Linked DNA regions of Bombyx mori: all the other regions are linked to region 2. A link is a contact called in public Hi-C data. All regions are on one chromosome and are shown on one strand. The core of a region is the stretch at or near the end of the contact, and the rest is flanking DNA. Distances in the headings are between cores, read along the strand shown.

What was found. Hi-C and Micro-C count contacts between places; a contact is called where the count stands out from the background.
Region 1: a Hi-C map of midgut shows a contact between it and region 2, with 2.5 times the contacts expected there. The contact joins the enhancer-like site here to the promoter of LOC101744016 in region 2. A contact is called at or near these places in 5 of 7 Hi-C or Micro-C datasets (midgut, posterior silk gland and whole pupa).
Region 3: a Hi-C map of midgut shows a contact between it and region 2, with 2.6 times the contacts expected there. The contact joins the enhancer-like site here to the promoter of LOC101744016 in region 2. A contact is called at or near these places in 2 of 7 Hi-C or Micro-C datasets (midgut and an unstated tissue).

What each region holds. Positions count from the first base shown.
Region 1 is chr3:12,788,340-12,792,505 of ASM3026992v2, reverse strand. It overlaps LOC101744016 (ski oncogene), which reads right to left. Exons shown (of 2, transcript XM_038020017.2): 2 at 1-2,898. The coding sequence ends at 2,437. Among protein-coding and RNA genes, the nearest start is that of LOC101740536, 9.6 kb to the right of the region's middle. Within about 2 kb of position 2,810, at least 6 of the 8 cell types and tissues checked have open chromatin away from gene starts, as enhancers often do.
Region 2 is chr3:12,689,018-12,693,254 of ASM3026992v2, reverse strand. It overlaps LOC101744016 (ski oncogene), which reads right to left and starts at 2,313. Exons shown (of 2, transcript XM_038020017.2): 1 at 891-2,313. The coding sequence starts at 1,694.
Region 3 is chr3:12,758,174-12,762,765 of ASM3026992v2, reverse strand. The region is part of intron 1 of LOC101744016 (ski oncogene); the gene reads right to left. It overlaps LOC134201827 (a long non-coding RNA gene), which reads left to right. Exons shown (of 3, transcript XR_009977082.1): 2 at 4-99; 3 at 1,267-1,432. Among protein-coding and RNA genes, the nearest start is that of LOC134201827, 3.4 kb to the left of the region's middle. Within about 2 kb of position 2,700, at least 1 of the 8 cell types and tissues checked has open chromatin away from gene starts, as enhancers often do.

The DNA of each region.
Region 1 (4,166 bases), core at 1,561-4,060, 99 kb before region 2:
GCCTCCAATGAACACTACTCTAACTCAAAAATTTGAAATTTTAGTTTTCCATGCTAATCGCTTCACTATGTAAAAGTATTACAATTAATCATTATTGATGGGGTTCGAAGCAAGAGTAAATCAGCTAGTTACACAAAAAAAACATAAATATATCTGCAATTATAAAGATTTTGTCAACTTTTTTCGTTTAAACGCTCCTCCTGTAAATCTACGAATTTGGAGTTAGCGTAGTGTTCATTGGAGGAATCGAAACATGCTTCGTAAACATTCGACTTGGGTTTTTGCGTTATAAACATACCTTCTCGAATAAGTTCTGAAATCGATTAACTCAATAAGTTGAATTTACTATTAAATTATTTTAGTACAATCTTTTTATCCCTTGAGGCTTCAGTAGACGATGATAAAAACAAAACAGTGATTCGATTTTGTCCTATTTAAATTCATATTCCATAACACAGTATTTGGTACGGTTGAGGTTTTATACAGAGTTATTTTTATACTTGATAAATAATAGGCCGATACTACCTGATACTAATACTAATCGGTACCTGATACTAATCGGTATTTACGACAAGAACTAATGACGGGGTCATCGTAATCAATATAAAATTTTAAAACCTAAATGTACTTTAGACTATGACTTCTATTGTATTTCAGGTTTCAACATAATCTACCCGAACGTACAATATAACCTTAGAAATAACCCTGTATAAATTACCCCTTGGCCACAGCCGAGAGCGGTGCGAATTGCGGTGCGTCGTGAGGCGCGGCAAGCGGGAGCGGCGAAAACAAATGGTAGACAACCTATGAAGTATGCCACAGCTACTGGCGGTGCGTTTTGCGGTGCGTTGCGAGGAGCGGTGAGAGGCGCGTGACATCTGGCGGCGACGAGCTGCACGATGTGCGAGTGAAACAAATGTACTAGACAATATGGAGGCGGCCACAGTTCAGAGCGGCGCGCGCGGCGGTGTCGGTGGACGCATTGAGGCATCGCGCGACCGAAACAAATCATTTTGTTTTTACCGCGCGTTGAGCTAATAAAATATAATGGATGTGGAACAATTCATTAGTGAAATACTGAGTAGACCAGAAATATGGATGTCAAAACATCTACATCATAAATAGAGGCATGTTATAAAAAAAATGTGGGACGAAATAAAACAACAATTTTCTAGTACTAATGGTTTCCTAGATACTCTTGGATAGGATTATTGAAATAAAATTTGAAATTTGAATTGATTTCGTATTCTAGATGCTTGAACCGTTGCTCGATTATTCCGTCTTGATCTGCGTACGCTATTGTGAATATTGGAGTCTCCAAACTGGGAAACAAACTGCTGAAAATCTGCATGTCTGTCTCCATCACTTTCTTTTAAGGCACGAAACCTTTATACTCAATGTCGCGTGCTTTTTGTTTGCCTTTACACTTTTCGTAAAAATACGAAATTTATTAGTTAGAATACCAAACGCGTACTGAATTGTGACACTTGCCCGGGATAATGTCTTGTCGAAAATTATTTGTTCCGCATTTAAACCACCCGGTGGATATGGGCGCATCAAATAATTTTTAAGAGGATAGGCTTTATCAGCAATTAACACGTATGGTAAATTGAGATTTGAACCTGGTAATCTCTGTGAAGGTTGAATCTATTAATAATCTATTTATCGGGATAGTTCTTATATTCCTAATATTCCTAATATAATAATAAATAGGGTGAAATTCGCCAAGTTCTCTCTTTTTCTAACTGGGTGCGCTCCTATTCTTGATTGAATAATATCTTCAGCTAAGAACGCACTTATTTCAAGGTAATATCGTGCCACTTTTGAAAGGGAAATTTGATAGGACTTTCTAAATACGTGCACCTCTGACGCCGCCGCCGCCGCAACTAGTCTAGCTGTGGCATACCCCCGCAAGTCACACCGCCCGCCGCGCCTCGCAACGCACCGCAAAACGCACCGCCAGTAGCTGTGGCCAGGCCCTTATGCTTACGGTTGTAACTTTACTATCATTTCACTATTACATTATTGTGAGTATTGTTATCGGTCATCGAAAAGCACAGATTTGAGGTCACACGAAAGGTACCTCTAATGGCACACGGCGAAAAGACTACGAAATAAACTGCAATTTTAAAACGAAACCGTATTCGACATGATTATGTACATCTGCACAATTGTATGGTAAGACCGGACACGACCGACGCCACCGCGCCGGCACGAGCACGACACTGCTCCGAACGTCGACGACAATTTCAGTAGAGCTGTGGCAATACGCACAGCGTACTGCCATAAAAAAAAAAAAAACAGTAGAGAACTTCACGATCACGGCGTTCGGATGCCGCACGAAGCGCCATCATCGGGCGCCGGGGCCACCACCTCACTCACTGAGCGTCCATTGCGCGACCCCGAGTAGCGCAGCCTGGTGATGACGCGCGCCCGTCAACACGGCGGCTCCGCGGACTCGCGCTCCCTTCGCGCTAATTCCACCTCGCGCTCGTGCAGCCTCGCCTCCCGCCGCACCAGCTCGGCTTCCCGCGCGTCCAGGCGCCGCGCCCTCTCCGCCAGGCGGGCCTCCGCGTCTAGCAGCCGGGCTGCCAGTTCAGACTCGCTCTGTGGCGGCGGCGAGGTCGATGACGTCACGTCGTCCACAGGCGGGGTCAGAGGCTTCAGGGCCACGTTCGGCTGATAATCGCGCTCGAAACGAGAGCAGTCCGCGACCCGCACGACCCGCTCGGGGTTCTGTAGCACTGGCTCCCCCTTGCCCCAAGGTCTGAACGCGGACAGAGCGCGGTACTGCAGCGCGTACGGGTCCAAGAACACCGTGTAGCCGTAGTCTTCACCGCGGGACTTCTTTGGCGGCGATTCCGGTGGTTCCGTCTTGCACACGACGGTCTCCACTATCTGAAATCAAGAAAATATACAGTTAACACGTGACTGATCTGAATAGAGTGGATCGCATTTCGCGAGGGCGACCTTTTTTGACGTCAATAGCTTATCGCCGGCAAACAATGATTTGAATATGTTTACGTTGCATTGAAATGTTTCATAATCCTTATTGTCGTTTCAAAATATGACAAAGAGATCATCTTTGTGACAATGAATGACTTAAAAGTACCCAAGTGAGCTGAAAAAGAATCTAATTATTTAGGAGGGCTACGAAAGACTAGTAAGTATTAGAGTGCGGCGCAAGTAAGCTTTCTATTGTTCGATGTTAATAAAGCCGATGCCGTGGCAATAATAGTGCCTACGATATCAGCAAAACACATTCGCCTTACGTAATGCAGGTGTGAGGGAGGCGCGGGAGGCAGACGGCGCGCGTCATCACCACTAGGGGGCTGAAGGTTGGGCGGGGTGAGGGTGGATGTAGGTCGCGGCCGGGCCGCAGACGACCCCCAGACGCCAGCCCCGCGCCCCTGCGACCCATAACAGTTTAAGACCCGAATTCTCTGTCGGCACTACGTTCTAAATCTGCTCGCCTTAAGAAAGCCTTACATTCATGCTTTCCTTTCTTTTGATCCGTAATAAAAATTTGCTTATTACTTAATGAAACAACACGAATGTAATTCGCGGTCACACATTCGTGACCGAATTTAATACTTGATCGAGTTACCACGCTGTGACGTTATTTTCTTTGTGTATAGTATACAATAATATGTGAGTAAATATGCCAATACATGTACAACAGAGAGCTTCGCTATCCCCGCGGGGAGTAATTCTGAATGTGTTCAATAATGGCGTACCTTACGAAGACTAATCGATCGAGAGACGCATAGATAGATAGTAAATTAAACTAGAAGAGGGTAGGTACATCACGCCCACAGCTGTTTTAGCCCACAAATGTATTATATTATTACGTGTTTATATTAATATTTATGGTCATTATTTAAGGTAATGCCTACACGATAGATAGAAGTACATACAAAATACGTCTCTCGGGATGTTAAGCAATGTTAAGCTGTTGCTGCCCTTTGTCCATAATGTTAGGTATTTACGGTAACTAAAACATATTATACCGGAGGGATTACATGTTTTATATATTAGTATTAATTATTAATATGCTGTGTTAATTTGTTCTATACAAAATATCGTCCACACATTCATCACGATATATTAAAACAGTAGAATCCCTGTTTTTTTTTTGCCTACCTAATTTTTGGTAGCCTAAAGGG
Region 2 (4,237 bases), core at 1,064-3,563:
GGTAACTTGCTATATCCGAATTGGCGATTTTTACGTCTTTGGAGGGCTAAACGACGAAAGGAAGATCTTCCACCGAGCGGGTGTTATTGCTCGGTAGACCGACGGTCCGAATGTTGTTGTTCGGAATTTGTATATATGCGATCTCAACTTGAAAATGTCGTAAGCGAGATTCAGACATCTCTCAAATATCTTGCGTTATATATCTTGTGATGGCTACCGCCACACGTCCAAGTTCGATTCGATATTAAGGAATAATTTTCCAATGTACTCAGATACATGTTCTCACATAATATTTTCTGTTTCAGTGTGTCTGTTTAAATGTTTAACGGCACGCGATTATTGTTGTGGATCGCAAACGATAACAATAGTCACGGAAGGCCAATGTCACTCATTACGTGAAATATACTTTTTTTTTTATTGCCCTTGTAGGCGGACGAGCTGTAGGTGAGTGGTTACTGTCGCTCTTGGACAACAGCAATGCCTACCACTAAGTACTCTCCGTAACCTTCAATGCTACACTTTTTTAGTTTACTCTACCTTTATTTAGTCTCCGAATGTTCTGGAAGGTACTAACTCATCATCACATGGCCAAACGGTCATGACTCTACTTGATTCTCTACATTCAATATGAAAGACAGTTGAAATATTTCTTAATGGAATCTAATAAGATCAACGAAAACTACATTAATGTTTCTAATTGGTTTGTACCAATGTTCTTTGAAGTGTACTACTATCATTTAGGCATTTTAGACTACACAGTTTGAACGATAATTATAATGATACTGTGGGTCATTCATAACTTGAATGATCGTAAATTATTGATATTTCACTTTTCTGCTGATTAATTATTTATAAATAAATTGATTTAAAAAGGATGTGAAATTACTAACCTGTTTTCTTTTCAAGGGCAGCTGATGATGATGCTTCAAAGGCAGCGGAGCGAGCGCGGCAGCCTCGTCTCTGGCGGCGAGATCGTCCAGGAGCGCGATGCACTTCTCCTGATCCTGTTCCTCGTCCGCGACCAGTAAAAACCGACGCCAGTGGGACGAGTCAAAGCCCCAATGGCAGGTGCGGTTCTCCGTCTCGTGGGAATGGCACACGAACCGGCGCGGCACATACAGCGCTCGGCACTCTGAGCACTGCACCAGACCCGCCTCGGGTGAACACACACCCCGTGCTCCTCCAAAACACTCGTGATATACACGGAAGCCGGGTAGCTTGTGGGGACGCGAGGCAGCCGGGGCATGCAGCAGCGCCGCGCACAGCCGCTCTGCGTCCGTCTGCGTGATGAGTCCGCACGAGGGCGCCGACCTCGGTAACACTCCTGTCGACTTCAGTTCGTGCAGCTGCTCCGGGGTGCAGCGCGAACAGTATATTTGTAATTCGTCACACACGCGATTTATTTGCTCTAATGTGAAATCCGTAAGCACAGAAGTTAGGATCTGCGGCAAGCACAGCCGCCGTTCGCCGCCGACGCTGAAGCAGGAGATGGGTTCTCCTTCGAGGCGAGTCTCGCCGCGCTCACCCAGTTCGGCGTCAGCGGCCAGAAGGATGGGCGGCGCGGCGGGCGGTGGCGGAGGCGGCGGCGGATCGGGGCCGCGCGGGGCTCGGCCGCCCGGACCCTGCAGGCTGCGCGGCGCGCTGGCCTGGTATGTCTTCAGTACGGAGGTGATGTGCGGCGTCACCACGTCCATGATAGTTCCGCGCCACCGTTGCTGGGGCTCGGCAGACGCATGAGGCTACGCGCCGGCACGCGCGACGCACTCCACTCGCGATCGAACCATGTCTGCCGAGCGTGCCGTCGCGACGGCCGGGCCGGGCGCGAGCGGCCCGCGCGCCTCCTCGCCGCCCCGTCGCCGCGCGCCGCCTCTGCGAAAAATACGCATACGACCTCGTTACGTAGCAAAACCGTCGCACTCTTCTGCTGATCTCGAGAGCTGCCCTCTAGTCAACTTTTGGATCTCTCTCTCACTTTTCAACTTTTGAGTGAAAAAGAATGTAATCGCTATGAGTTAAGGCGCGCGCGGGCGGGGCGTGGATCCCCGCGACCGGCTGCAGTCGAAGCAGCAGACGGATGGCTCGACTACTGGAGAGTCTAGCCAGCGCCCCGCACTCCGCAAAGCACGCCGCCCCTCGCCGCGACGAGTCACGTGATCGACCTTCCCGTCAAAATATCCAGAATGGCGGCGCAAGCCGTGGACCGCCCGATTCAAAGATTTGTATATGTAGACAGGACAATGTGCGTTAATTTTTTAACCTTTGTCAAAATGTATTACAAAAGTAAAGCTGCAAGATCGTATGATTGAGTAGTAGTTCAATGATGTATCTATTAACACCTACTAATTACAATATTTAGTGATGAGTATAATAATTAAGTTCGATAGTACGTGGATCAAAGGACAAACTGAAATTCTCTGTCTAATTAAATTCTGAGACCTTTAGAAACACTATACCACTCACATTCCAAGCTGTTCTATTCGTTTCTTACATGCTTTGCTATGGATTTATATGTGCATTCAATTTAGTATACACACTATCTAGTATAAAATTATAAATTCTTTTGTTGAAGGGGAGATAGATCATTTTTGTGCATTAGCATAGCAGACATCCCGAAGTGAATCCTATCAATCTATGGGGTACTTGAAGCCTGCACTGACCTGTATTAACGGGATATTCAACTAGGCCAAAATTAGCGCGAGTCCTAGAGAACGCTTCCATCACTGTGATTGTTCTCTGTGTGTGTCAAATAACGGTAACTCTCTGGAAATTTTAGGTCTAAATAATTTGAGTATCGTAATTTGATCGTTTGGAACCTCTGGGTCTGCGGAGGGACTTCGGTTCCTCTGTATTTTGTACCGTAAGTTCCATGGGGAGTGCTCTGAGGAATTGTTCAAGATGATATCGGCATCTCGTTTTTACTATTTAGTATTAGTATTAAGCGGTAGGCAGCGGCTTGGCTCTGCTCCTGGCATTGCTGAAGTCCATGAGCGACGGTAATCACTCACCATCAGGTGGGCCGTATGCTCGTCTGCAAAAAAAAAAAAAGTTTTGTCGACTGTCTCCAAGAAACAATAAACAATAGGCATTATTGCGTCTAAATAAACATATTCAATTCTGTGTCGTCGAGACACGCGCGGGGCTTACAAGGCGCGCGGGGAAGGGACGCGGCGCCATGCGGGGAGGGGGCAGCTGCGTCTACAGAGACCGTTCGCTTGCCGCGCTGTGAAAATTTATCGCTAAATTCAACCAACAAAAATAAATTCACCTTTATTGCAATGGCGTAAGCTCGATAATGCTTTAAAATTCAATCGAGTTTTGCTATTTCTATTACCAGTACGCTAGAATTTAACGTTCTAAGCCCAGAGTCGTAAAGTGTATTTTAGTCTGACATCACACATAGTTTCGTGTTCAAAACAACTAGTCGCCAGCCGTCGCCAACCATGGACGCAATGTTTGTTTGTAGTTGCACTCTCGTTTTTGTTTTGCCACGTTAGATGAGCTAGGCAATTTGAAAATGCTTACGCACTTATTGCTTAGTTTTGTGTGACCGTACGGGTGGTAGGTATCATACCCGCGCAGAGCTCTCCTATTTCTGCGGGGTAGCAGTAATGCGTGCCGACTTTAAAGGTAAAAAAGTATGAAACAAGACGAACCTGTCGCTAGCAACGAAGGGTTCGACGAGTAAATTAACCCACAGACACAGCCAACTGACTTTCTTGACCGATCTCCTCAGTGGGTCGCGTTTCCGATCAGGTGGTTGATTCTGCGAAACACTGCTCTTGCTAGGGTTAGTGTTAGCAATGTCGTCAGGTTTGAGCCCCGTGAGCTCACCTACTTGTTAGCTTATGCTGACATAGCCTCTCAAGGCTATCTTTAGCTTAGGGAAGGAAAAAAAAGGCTGGTTGCCTAAACTTTAGGCAATTTAAAGCATTCTTTACCAGGTACCTAAAGGTAGTGCAGAGTAAATACCCGTAGGTGCATTAAAGTAAAAATTAAACGCACAAAGATATACACAAAAATACATACATACTTTTATACTCGTACATAAGTGTAAATAGTTTTAAACATTAATCCAAGTAGTATCAACATATGAGGCCTTTAAAATCAAGGGCAGCTAAATGCCTTAATGTCGTAAAATGGATTAACAATGGCGCTATCTTGTTTAGTTAGTTGGACACGCTTTAGTGTTTTCATGTTATAACAAATGCAGCTAAATCTCTAACAAATTCAGTTCAAA
Region 3 (4,592 bases), core at 1,451-3,950, 69 kb before region 2:
TAGATTCCAATGAAAAATAATCTTATCAAACCCTATCATATCTTTGCTGAATAGTAATCCTAATCATACAATGTATGCCGCAAAAATAGACATGCACAGGTAAATAATTCTTACTTTTCTGAAAGTATACATTAATGATCGTAAAAGTTTCCTTAAATCATCAATAACAACTTTATACCATTATTTTAAAAACAGTTACATTTATTATAGCAGAGTTTCAACTCAAGTAGATATGAGACAAATGCCTAGAACGATATCTTTCCGTGCTATGTACGGGAGTTCGGTCTGGCCTTCTTATGGCTATTCTTATACTGGATACAGCTGCACGGAGCAAGGATTTCATGCTCACTTTGAACCATGACCATGTAGATTTTTGCGGTAGGCAGCGGCTTGGCTCTGCCCTTGGCATTGCTGAAGTCCATGGGCGACGGTAACCACTCACCATCAGGTGGGCCGTATGCTCGTCTGCCTACAAAGGCAATAAAATAAAAAATAAAAAAAGATTTCAAGACAATGATTTTCAATAATTAAAAAAACAAAAAAAATATTATATATGTCGGAGACGGTCATTAGTTTGGTAGTTAAACGAAACGCAGCACGATTCTCGAGAGATGGCAACAGGATTGCGGCATCGTCAGAACTCGGCTAATTTCGTGCTACGACAGAGCCTAGCCGATGGAGGCGCGTAGACGCCATCACATTTACCAACCAGCCTTCTTGAAGAGCGGTGCCTCCGTCCTAAGAACTGTCATTCGTTTTCGTTTGCTAAGGTCAAGAGGAGATTTCTAAATTGTTCTAAGACAGCAAACGTGCTTGGTGTACTCAATATTTCACTTAGCTCGATCACCCTATCCGCCCCTACAATGTCTGACGATGGTGTTAATAATTGTGGCTTCTCCGGCATATATATATTTTTAGATATCAAAAAGTAGTTGTTGGGTAATCGTGATCATCTTCCGCCTTTTGGTATCCATTGCTGGGCACAGGCTTTCCCTTTTGTTATGCCATAATGTTCGATCGCCCACCATATTATCGAAAAGTCTGAAATCCAATTAATGAAATAAAAACGCGATAAAGACCGATAAAAGTCTGTTTGTTCAGTACAATAATAAAATTGTTGACTTATGATGATAATTTTTAATCAATAAAGTTTTATGTTGATTAGGACATTAAGGACCTATCTGAAGAGTTGTTATGTAAATATTTGCTCATAGCCCTTATGTAATAGAAAAAAAACATTAACTAAATGATATTATATTTTGTTAGATACAATTTGCGACGCCGCGCCGCAGTGATTTTTTTTGTTAAAAAAAGGGACATCTTCAGAAAGACACGCTGTGCGCCAATGTGATATTTCTAGACTTAATTCCTATTAAGAACAAGTCGATGACTGGTTATGACTTTTAGAAAAATTTAAATAATCCTTCGATAATAGTTTTTTTTTTTAACAGAACCTAATCCTAGAAAATGAATAAAAGGTTTAAAAAAATCGGTTTTTATGTTTATGTTAGGAAGTTTTCTTTTTTTCTTATTTTATTATCTAAATAAATATCTGGAACGATCAATCAGTAAGGGCTATAAATTTGTTTATTCGCTTAGAAGGCAGAGGGCATTAGTCGTAGCCTCACTTGAAAGGTATTAACCCTAAAAACAATGATCGCTCGTACCTGTGTTCACGGATCACTGACATAGCCGCCAAACCGTCCAAAATATCGAAGGCATCATAAAGTTAGACATAACAATTAAAAGCGTAAACATTTTAATCAATATTCATTTATTACAACGCATCAAATTCGGTGGCAGTTACAATTTTAGACAACAAATTGCCAAACCCATTCTCATGTTACACGCGAACCTTTATATACTCGACGGAATACCGTTACGAAACAACATTGGGTTTTGAAGCCATCACGAATTGCATTGCCATGTGTGAGTGGTCGTTGGAGAACGAAAACGGCGGTATGAACGCGATTTGGCTCGGACATTTAACGCGTAGTTCCGAGCATTTCCCGCGCGCTTCGATCGTGACTATTAGCTTCGGAAGAAAAGAATTTCACAAATTTTTATGTCACTTCATGAGTAATTTTATAAATTTCTGTATAAAATGAAACTGAATTTAAAATATATTCTGTTGACTGCCAGCAATAAGCGAATACAGAGATTTTGGCACAACACGTGTGTACCAATTGGGATATAACTTTCTGAATTGCTGATTAGGGTCGCGGCCCAAGTCACTGCGCTCCAAGATCAACCACCATTTGTGGCGTTCTCCATCGCAGCAAACCTGATTGATGTGATCATGCCACTTGCAACTAGACAAAAAAAAATTGCTATAGCAAATTAGATGTTTCATTAGAAAATATCTTACCGAAATTATTAACTGAAAAGCCTCTTAGAAATGGTAAGTTAATCAAGATTATTTGCAACTTTTTTTTCTACCTAAGCTGGTAACCTAAAAGGCTTATGCTTATGCCAGCGTAACCGGACGAGTAGGTGAGCTCACGGTGCTCTATCCTGAGGACGTTGATAACACTAGCCCTAGCAAGAACAGTGCTTCGCAAAGTCTACTACCGGATCGGAAAAGCAGCCCACTGAGAAGATCCGGCGAGAAACTCAGTGGGCTGTGTCTGTGAGTTAATTTACTCGCCGAGCCCTTCGTCGCAGGCGGCGTGTTCGACGAGGATAACCGCAACGAGCATCCTTGACATATATGAACATAAATTTACGATCTCCATCAAAATACAACAAAACCAGCACGAAATGACGTAAACGTGACAATTTTCCTTCGGCTACTCATAATTCTCCCGATGTTATCATGGGGGGTGACGATTCCGTGAATCCTGGGTAAGCTGCCAAATCACCATGGTGGCACGTGGCGACCACACTTATGTGACTCACACGCAGTAACTCGTGCCAGTGCCAAAAAATTCTAAGTATTCGATATGACAGCTCTGATGAAATATACTGAAGGGTGATCAAACTATCCGAAGACATGGGACGAAATTAATCGACCTAATAATCGTTTGGCTATGGCCAAACGATTATTAGGAATTTTAATTTTACTACATTACAGAACACCTTTTCCCAAGATCATGCAATATTATTGTTGTTATGCATAAAAACTGTACATCCGAATCTAGATTAAGAACTTATCCGGTAATATCGATGATCGTGAATTTTAGACCGTTATCGTTTTTTGTATGTTTGAGTGATTACTGGCTCGGAGGTCTTTCCAGTTTTACCAGGACAGGTGGGCGAGCAAAGGCTCAGCCAGGAGTCATTTTTTTTATTGCTTTTATAGGTGGACGATCTCACAGCCCACCAGGTGTAAAGTGGTTACTAAAGCCCATAGAAATCTACAAAGTAAATGCGCCACCCACCTTCTAAGGTCTAAGGTCTCAGTATAGTTACAACGGCTACCGCACCCTTCAAACCGAAACGCACTACTGCTTTACGACAGAAATAGGCGGGGCAGTGGTGCCTACCCGTGCGGACTCACAAGAGGTCCTACCACCAGTAATATTGATGTAAATTGGGGACCCGAATACAGAACGATTAATTTTGATTTATTTGACTATCCATGTTTCAGTTGATTCTAATATACAGTTGTTCAAATAATGAAAATATCTTTTCAGAATGTCTGCGTTACGTTTATCTTTATTGTTTGTCTAGACAAAGTCTGCATGTTTTTGTTCAAAGTACCTACACATTTGTACATTGTAATTATTCGACCAAACACATTCGTTAAATAGCATCTATACGCTTTGGAGGCATCGTACCGTGAATATAACCACTGTTAAAACGAGAATGTCTCATCTTAATAATGAAACTGGTGATATTGTTCCGAGGAAATCTATGGTTTTAATTTTAATTAAAGACTATTACGTAGGTAGGGCCTGTTGTGAGTCCGCGCGGGTAGGTACCACCGCCCTGCCTATTTCTGCCGTGAAGCAGTAATGCGTTTCGGTTTGAAGGGTGGGGCAGCCGTTGTAACTATGCTGAGACCTTAGAACTTATATCCTCTAGGTGGGTGGCGTATTTACGTTGTAGATGTCTATGGGCTCCAGTAACCACTTAGCACCAGGCGGGCTGTGAGCTCGTCCACCCATCAAAGCAATAAAAATAAAAAAGTATTACGTTTTTGCGCACGAATCTGGCATTGTCGACATGAAAGAGATATCAAAGTTAATATATCGCACATGCGATGCTATAATAAGTAACTTATGCAATTTTTGTTAACATTGAATTGAGTATGAGAAAATATATTTTTTAATAGTTATTAGTAAGACGAGAGAGATGTTTTCTTTTACTGATGAAGTTTAAAGTTGTAGTTTAAATATTACGATTTTATTTCTATAGCCTAGTAGAATTAAATAAGAATTATATAATAAGATATTAAATTTTCCAACGTTTCTCCTGAAAAATTACATAATTTGCATAACGTCGCTGTCAAATCAAAATCTGCTATGTGCAAAAACTCTATTTTGAATTAACGAGTAAAAACATTTTCGTATAAAATTTTATATGAAAGTGATTTTTTAAGAACTATATCAAATGAAAGCTATAGATAAATATGAAAGCTATAGACACAT